Regions from separate parts of the Mus musculus genome. Here region 1 is linked to region 2. Evidence: chromatin contacts called from public HiChIP or PLAC-seq data. All regions are on one chromosome and are shown on one strand. The core of a region is the stretch at or near the end of the contact, and the rest is flanking DNA. Distances in the headings are between cores, read along the strand shown. Region 1 overlaps Srl (sarcalumenin). Region 2 overlaps Adcy9 (adenylate cyclase 9).

Region 1 (4,423 bases), core at 1,046-3,545, 95 kb before region 2:
CACTATCTGAGAGCTTATTTCAAAGACAAATAAACAAAAATAAGAAACCCAACTAGCCAACTAATCACCCACAAACGAAAAATAAACAAACATCATTTACATTATGAATCCCCCTGGCATCTACCACAAGCCCTACATATCTGCCAATGGTTAGAGGATTTATAGCAATTTCTCTGTATATCTCTCAAACCAGATATTCATAGGAACTAGGTATGAGGTGGAAAACAAAATTATTATGTCAGTTCTGTGTACTTTATAGGTAAAAAGCAAGTGTGTTGAAGTCTTTGATCTTTTTCAAAGGGAGAAGATGTAGGTGGGCTAAGAATTCCTTGTTCTGAGGCAGAGGTGGTGGATCTCTGAGTTTGAACCAGTCTGGTCTACAAAATGAGTTCCAGAACAGCCACAACTACACAGAAAAAGCCTGTCTCAAAAAGTAAAAATTAAAAAAAAAGGGGGGGGGGAGGAAGAGAGGGAGAGGAGGAGGAGGAAGAGGAGGAAGTAGAATGAGCAGCAGCAGCAGCAGCAGCAGAAGTTTTAAGCCAAACATAGCTCTGTCATTGGCTAAGTGGAGGTAGGAGTGAAGATTTGGCTTGGACAGGGACAATTTAGACACTGCAGGGAGCTGGGTTCTAGAAGCCAATGACTCCTGTGGCCTCAAGGCAGGTGCTTTTTAGAGTTTTGCTTAGTGAAGTTAGATAAGTAGTTGGTCACTCAGATGATTCTCTGTAATAGCTGCCTTTGCTGCTGTGTCCCGTTCCTTCACCAAATCATTGAGGGACCAGAGTACTGCCTGGGATGAGCCATATTGGTGGGATTAGCCTTGACTTTAGAGACTTGGCCAGGAAGCCAAAGAAAACCACCACTGCCTCTTCTACTAGACCTCGTCTCCTTTGTCTGGAGGAAGGGTTAAAGGCCAAAGGATGGCTAGAGACTGGTTCTGGGTCCTGGGAGGATGTGGACAACCTTCCTCTGGCAGAAACTTCTCTGTTGAAACCCTAAATGGCATCAGCTGGCAGCCACATTGTTTGATAAAGTCTTTACCTGGAATGGTGAACAGTCACTCTGTAGAATAATGTAGAATAAATAAACAAATAAGTAAAATGAATACATTGATGAAGGCAGGAGAAGAGGCTGCTGGTCTGTGTCTGTCCAGCCCAGCAGTGTCCAGAGACAAGATGTGGAAGACGGGTCAGTGGAAGGCAGAGGGTGTGAGACAGAAGATAGAAAGAAAGAGGACAGCATCAGCATCGTGGGTTCTAATGTTTCCCTGGTCACTTTGGATTTACAACCCATGAGAAGCTGACATGTGAGCCAAGGACAGCTGGTGGGACTTGGAACTCCTGTATGCTCCAAGGCCAGCACGTCCTGATAAAGTGTAGAACCAGGAAAGACTTTTCCCTTGGCATCTTTATTACTATTGATGGCTCATTTGCATATGTGTATATGAGTCATGGTCAAAAGGAGGATTTAACATTGAGGGTCTCAGGCCTTGGTGTTATGTAGAATTGTCTTATAAAACACAGCTATCTATGGGCCCAACCCTAGAGCCTGGATTCAGTGCTTGAAAAGCTTTGCAGGTGTGGTCACAGCATTCTCAGGAAGAAGGCTGCATGGGTGGCTTATGAAACAGATATCTTATATTTCCTGTGTCTGCCTCCTCCTTTCAAGAGAGATTGATAAACCTTGCCTTTTCTACCTGAGAGGGCTGTGAGGACCCCCAGCTCTCTCAGAACCATGAGGGCCAGACAGGATCTCTCTCAGAACTTTGCACCCATGGATCAGACAAGTGAAGGACTGCTACCCAGAACAGAAAGGAAGAGCTCTGATTGCTGCTCTTCTTCTTTCCTCCCCAGTCTATAAACATTTGAGGGAGGCAAGGAACATGAAGGAGGCCTCATCTCTAGGCTATTTCATCTCCTTCTACTCTTAGCTACTTCCTGGAACCCAAGCAGGTAAACCTCGGAGATTCAGTGGGAACACTAGACTGAAGGCCACAGACCAGGGCTCTGTCCCGGCCTGACCTTGTCCTCTGGCCAGCCCTTAAGTCCCTCCCTTTCCAGTTGGGTTCATAAGGCCCTTGGAAACTCAACAGTTCTTCAAGTCCACAGAAGGCGCTGTGGGACAAAGGAGGGGTAGAGGAAGTAAAGTGAGGGTGCCTCTGGGGGGGGGGGGAAGAGAAGCCCAGCAGTATGTGGGAGCAACTGATGGCGTGAGGGTTGGTAAAGCAGCAAAAAGCTTAGATTCCTCAAGAGGGTTGATTGGGGGGGCGGTGCCCAGAAAGAGGTAGTAATGCTTATGCCAGGCTGTGCCTGAGTGTGAGTGAGCTGGGGCCCAGCACATCAGGTGCTTAGTCCTCCCATGGGCCTCTGGGGGATGAGCTGGAGGCTATTCATGTGCCTTGACGTCAGTGCTCAGGCCTGGCAGAGCTGAGGTGGCTGTGCTGGCAGGGGTTCATACAGTGTGAGACTTCACATCCTAGAGGGAATCACACGCTTTCCACTCAGCCCACCTGGGGTCCTCTGTGTCCCCTCATCCCTCTCCCCTTGGGCACCAACAGGGACTCTGGCAAGAAGCCAGGGAGGGAGAAAAGGAAGGACACCGGCCTTGGGTCTCAAGGAACTGAGCACCAGATGTGCTCCCCCAACAGACTCGGGTCCAGTGCTTCCTGAGTGTGAGACGCGGGAGCCCCAACAGGACAGCTGGCTTCATTGAAAGTCTTTCTGCCAGAGCAGTTAGTTTTAGCCTGAGAAGGAAGGTCATGGGGGCATCAGCCTCTCATTCCAAACTGTTTAGCAGACATTCAGGAGCAGGTTGGCTCTAAGGTAAAAACCAAATATGGGAGATATCAAGGTATCTAAAAGTGGAAACACAGCAGTCTGAAGGCCTCAGGTAACTCCACAACATCTGGCTTCTCATGCTCTTTTGGATGATGCCACTCTCACTGGAGTCAGAGTTTCTCTGAAATATAAGAAGAAGCCAGTCCTAGAATCTATTTACCTCGGTGTCATCACTATAGCCACCACCACCACCACCACCACTGTCACCGTCATCACCTTCTTCATCATCATAGAGCAACAGGAGCCTGTGGAAAGGGTTAGACTCATCAGAGAGACAACTAGTAACTACCGCTGTTCCAAGGAAAGATGCCAGGTTTCAGAGGCCTACCCCAAGTTGGGAGCTCCTAGTGGGGATCCGCTCAATATAGAGGGGCTGGGAGCAGAAGCCTTGGGGTCAAAATTATTTTTCTTTGAGCTGCGGTGGTTTGTAATTTTGTGTGCTGGCATTACTGAAGATATTTTTTGTTGTTGCTGGGGCTGCACCCTGGATAATTTACATGTGAAGGAGAGGAACCAAGAGTGAAGAACAAGGTGGTTCCATGTGTTGAGAACCATAGGGAATGGAGAGGAAGTGGTGGAGACCAGGGCCTCCTGATCCAGAGTTATCTGTACGGATCCTTGTGTCCTGGCTGGCGCCTGAGAACTCTGTCTCCAGAGAACTCTGAGGCAATGCTGAGGAAGAAGCTGGTTTCTGGGCCACAATTTGAGTAGTGATAACCCTGCTCAGAGGTCAGGCAATGTCCTTTCCAAAGGCCCTCAGTCTGTTACTAGCTATGTGACACTGGTAGGGCCCAGCATATAAGTCTTCTCACCTATGAAAGAGACATAAGTAATTGTTTTTCAGAAGCAAGTAACTCTAAGTCTTAAGCGAGACTGACATGTTTCCTATTGCCTGGCATGGTAAATAATTATGTGACTGTTTCTCAGCTATATTTATACATCTTGTTGCCCAGAGGATTGTCAGTTTCCTTAGGTTAAACCAAATTCCTGCCCAGATTCTTCTCAGGGACTAGGGAGTTAGAAATGCAGGAGAAGGAATTGGGGCAAGTAATATTTAGCTCCCCCTGCTGTGACCAAGGGACCAGGAATTCTTACTGGTACCTACATGTAAATGCAGACTCCTAGAACTTTCTGTAGGGCATCCAAGGGTCATACGCACTGGAAACACACAATTAAAACATTGATTCTGCTACCCACGAGCGAGGTATATAATCCTGGAAAGGGGATAAGTGCAGTCAGGGGCTGGGATTGCCATCAGAAGGTTCCTGTGCCCCCTGAATACATCATGGACCAGGAGTTGGCAGCGCTGTGTTCTAATCACATGGTGGCCATGTGTCTGTGGCAAAGCAAAGACCATCACCAATTTAGGTCTAGAATCTTCCAGACAAGATGAGCGAGCTCAGAAATACTGGTGTGCTTGGGGTAAAGTTTTATACATTTGTATATAGGGCTCCTCTTTAGGAGCTTCTGGTCCTTCAGGAGCTGGCACAGTTGACTAGTCATGGGAACTAGTGAGAAAACGCTCATTCCCGAAGGCTGGAGACTGCCCCTGCCTCTGAGAACTGGTAAGGGCTCAGGTACCTGGA
Region 2 (4,340 bases), core at 1,394-3,893:
TGTGTGTGTGTGTGTGTGTGTGTGTGTGTGTGTGTGTGTATTGCAGGGCAGCCTTAGGTACTAGTCCTTGCTCCTATCTAGTGGAGAAAATACTACTACAGCTTTGTACACTCTACATTGTGGACACTGTAGAGTGCTTAGCAAGACTTAGAGGACCTGCATTCAGGCCTCACTACAAAAGAACCAAAACCAAACCAAAGCAAACAGTAGCCCACCTGCAGCCTCTGCTCAGTGAACTCCCTAGCCATTCCTAGCAAAGCCCTGTGGCCTTCTCTGCCCTTCCAGTTTGTTTTGTGTAGGTGTTTGGGATATAGTCTGGCATGGAACAGTATCCATTACTGAGCTAAGTCTTTAACACAGAGGGGGCTTTGGCAGGAACTAGAATGGGCAATGGAGGAGAGCCAGTCAGGACACTGGGCCTGAGGATGTGAACTTGAGCTGACAGCCTCTGGCCTGCTGTGTTCCTGTGGCTGGAAGGCAAGGAGAGCAGCTTGGGCTGTGGTAGGAAAGCACAGGACTAGGGGTATGGAAAAGGTGAACTGACTTCATTTATTCAGGCGAGCTGCAAGCTTTACATAGACGTCTCAAGAAGTATATTTATCTTGAGTAATTTTGTACTTGTGGTAACTCTTTGTCATTTATGTACATAAACCCATCATTATACACTCACTTATCCCCCCCCCCCCTTGGGGGAACAAAGCTTCAGGTTATTTGTTTTACATAATTTCCAGGATTTTAATGTAATGTTGTTAAATTCTGTTCAGTTGCTTTTTCCTTCCAAAGCAGGAAAAAATGCTATACAGAAATCAGCTTTTCAGTCATTTGTTTTCATATTTGATTTATTTGAGAAATAGTAGCTTACTTTTTTTTAAAATGTGATCTAGAGAGGAAGAAAACCTATAGTCATCTGATATATTTTTTTGTATACAGATTTTAAAATAACATTGTATCACAAAAGCTCTGATTTAAGTAAATGTTGTTTATGAGTGATCCAGTTAACTTTACATTATTAAGTGTGACTACTTGAAAGTGCAGGTGGCACTGTATTTTGTGACTCTTTGTGACTGAGTTCTTATCTCCAGAAGTGTCTAAGGTCATCTGTGTTCCTTTTTGTCATGTCAGGGCACTGCTTGATAGTTGGGGTGGGGGCTGTGTCTGACAGGGGAGCGCTGTTACAGAATTATCACAGTTGTGAGATGGCTTCGCTCTTGCAGAGCAGCTTTCCATCTTAAGATGCTCTCTCCGCCCCCAAGGTCAGCACATTTGGCAGAGTTCTCCCCACTCCTGCTTAGCCTTGCTGACTTTCAGATTTCTCTTGTTTATAAAATATAAACTCTGAAGTGGCTGAGCTTTAAGGTCCCCACTGTCCTCTAGGAATAGCTGAGATTCTCTCAGGATTGGAAAATAGTACTTTCCTTAATTCGGAGAAGTGGTTTCCCCTTTGTCCATTGATTTAAACTAAGAACCCTCATTTAGACAAATTTAGCATAGGGAAATTCAGATTTACAGAACCACTAAATTATGGGGTATGTTTAAGATTCTTAACTTCATAGAGGGTTCTTTGCTTCCTTTAAACATAAGTAAGGTTGAATTCTAGAAGTATAAATTTACACATGGGTTTTCGGGATCACATTTGTTATACAAAACAAGAATATCCCATGAGGACCCCACTTCACTTTGAAAGTTTGAGAACTGTTTTTGAAATAGCTTGGGGGAACTGAGAAATGAATACAATTGTTTAAAGGATGTGTTTCTTTTTGGTCTGTCTCTCTCTGTGCGTGCGTGCGTGCGTGCGTGTGTGTGTGTGTGTGTGTGTGTGTGTGTGTGTGTGTGTGTGTGTATGTGTGGTGGGGGAGGGGTAAGTAGGGTGGTGTATGGTGAGTGCTTATGAAGATCAAGGGGCAGTCTTGGGTGTTGGTCTTTGTTTCAGACAGAATCTCTTTGATGGTGCTGCCTGGGGGCTTCTGGAGATTCCCCACCTTGCCACCCACCTTGCCTTAGGAGCACAGGGGTTCCCCATGTTGTCCTGGTCATATCCACCTTCCCATGGGTGTTCCTTAGCCTGGACATGAACCTGAACATTAATTATGTCAGAAAGAGAACAGAAGATTAGTTGTCAATAAAATGAATTTCATGGTGTTGCCACGTTTTTCTTTAGTAGAACTGAGCAAATATTAGACTAATAAGTTTGTTACCAAGTGTGCCACTCATAAGGTACTTGTTTCTCCTGCCTTTATCCCCCAGTTTGGTTGTCACGTATAGTAACTCAGAGACTTGGTGGTCTTCCTAGGAGTCCCCAGGTATATTGGAGCTCCGAATATTATAAAGATTTTTTATTTTCTCTGTACATTTTGCTTCACTTCAATCACTGATATAAAACATTTGATCCCCAGTCCCCTCCCCTCCCCCTCACACAGTGGGGAGAATGTTCTAGGAGTGAACCGAGAGCCTTGAGCTTGCCTTTGGGCACCACCCTCTGCTTTGTTTATAGTGGTTTGAACCTTGCCTTTCTCCAGTGCATTCCTTATCCTTTCTAAGGAATAGCAAGGGCGCTCCTGGCAGGGAATGTAACACTCTGTGGTTTGCAAAGCTAGTGAAATAAAGTAGCAAGAGGGAAGTGCTCTATTTGGTTTTGAAATACAGTGTTGTCATTGAATAGTACCTTTGTCCCATGACCTGTGGTCAAACTTGAACTCCACAGAGGTCCAGGTAGTGAGCCTGCCAGCCAGAGTCACGCAGACATCCAAAGTGACTGACGGTGTTCCTGTCTGTTTGCAAGGGTTAGAAACTTAGGATTGCCATGCAAACAAGATATTTCAGGGGTGTTTCCTTGTCTTTTACACACATTTCCCAGAGAATTTCTCAGCTGGAATAACTTAGCACAATGTTCTTTCTGGCTCAGGAGAGAAATTTTTATCATGAGTGCTTTAAGAGCTGCGGGTTCTAAGATGTCAGCTTGGTTCCTCTGCTGTGTGAGCTCAAGTAGAACCGTTTGCCTTCCCAGCTCTGCGCATGCTGCGACTTTATTTATAGCAGTTGAGTTTCAGATGCTTCTCCTGGAGAAGCCCTGCCCTGAAGTAAGGTTTCTGTCTCTTCCACAGCTTTGGCTGAGGTTCAGCAAGTGTCCCTTGGCTGATACATTTGAACTTTTCTTTGATTTACTTTTTCATATCAAAGTTTTTTTTAGAAACAATTTTCATGCCATGCAACTTGCTTATATAAAGCATTCAGTAAATGTTTCTCAATATGTACTTATTTATTTGTGTGTATGTATATGGGTACATGTGTACCAAAGCATGCGTACAAAGGTCAGAGGGTAACGTGTGTGAGTCTTCTCTTCTCTCCTTCTACCATGTGGATCCTGGGAATTGAACTTAGATTGCCAGCCTTGGCTACACGGAGTTTACCCATTGAACCATCTGACTTTTTAAGAGCTGTGTGAGCATCTCCACAATCAATTTTTGGAATGCTTATTAATTAGCTGTCACTTCCTGTTCTCCCCAAACTTCCCTCCCAGCTGTTGGTGATGATGCAGAACCTGCAGACTTTTCATTCAAACAGAATCATGGGCCCTTTGATGAATGGCATCTTTTGCTAGATATCATGTGCCCCTGCCCCACGTGCTGGAGATCAAAACTAAGAGCCTACATGTGCTAGGCAAACACTCTGCTGCTCTCTGCTCTCTGGTGTTCCTGAGCTCTGGACCTTGCAGCAGGAACTCATCAGTGTAAGGGCAGACATCATTTTCTTTGTCCATCTGTCAGTCGATGGAACAGGTTTTTTTTTTTAAACACCCAAGCTGATTAGAATAAGGTGAGTGATAGGAACCTTTATTGATTAATAATGTACCATGTATGAGAATTAGCCCTTTTATTTTTGCCATTGTTTGAGTTTTTTCTGAAAGAGGAGGTTAAGTGAGAATTAGGACTAGATTATAATTTGATGTACATATTTTATAACCAGTTAAGTTATTTTTTTAAATAGTCATTCTCTCTTCTAGGCTTATTCCAGGTTGATTAAACATTAAGTTCTTGGGGGCTTTTCCCTTTCTTCCAGCCAGTTCCTTACTGGAGGGTTATAGGGGAAGGATGCGGTCGAGTATGAAACCGCTCTCATCTGATACTTTGTAGATGTAAGTACCAATTATAGTAAGTCTCTCTGGATGCCTGAGTTCTCTGAAGAGCTGAAGATTTCATCCAGTAGTCAATCAGAAAAAAAAAAGAAATCCTTTTTCTTTATTCATTTTGGAGACAGGGTCTCACTTTGTAGCTCAGGTTGGCCTTGAATTCTTAGCAAGCTTCCTGCCTCAACCTCGCAGTGTTGGGATTTCTGGCACAAGC

What was found. HiChIP or PLAC-seq counts read pairs in DNA pulled down with a chosen protein or histone mark.
Region 1: a contact with region 2 is called in an H3K27ac HiChIP or PLAC-seq map of microglia, with 5 times the contacts expected there. The contact joins two enhancer-like sites. A contact is called at or near these places in 1 of 15 datasets of contacts at CTCF or cohesin (the NIH/3T3 cell line), 3 of 115 datasets of contacts at active chromatin or transcription factors (embryonic stem cells, forebrain and microglia) and 3 of 9 other capture datasets (adipose tissue, liver and pancreatic islet).

The regions. Positions count from the first base shown.
Region 1 is chr16:4,498,788-4,503,210 of GRCm38.p6, reverse strand. The region is part of intron 1 of Srl (sarcalumenin); the gene reads left to right. Among named protein-coding and RNA genes, the nearest start is that of Srl, 22 kb to the left of the region's middle. Within about 2 kb of position 2,295, at least 53 of the 459 cell types and tissues checked have an H3K27ac peak or open chromatin away from gene starts, as enhancers often do. A contact at or near this core is called in adipose tissue and microglia, where this site is marked.
Region 2 is chr16:4,403,809-4,408,148 of GRCm38.p6, reverse strand. The region is part of intron 2 of Adcy9 (adenylate cyclase 9); the gene reads left to right. Among named protein-coding and RNA genes, the nearest start is that of Adcy9, 15 kb to the left of the region's middle. Within about 2 kb of position 2,643, at least 58 of the 459 cell types and tissues checked have an H3K27ac peak or open chromatin away from gene starts, as enhancers often do. A contact at or near this core is called in adipose tissue and microglia, where this site is marked.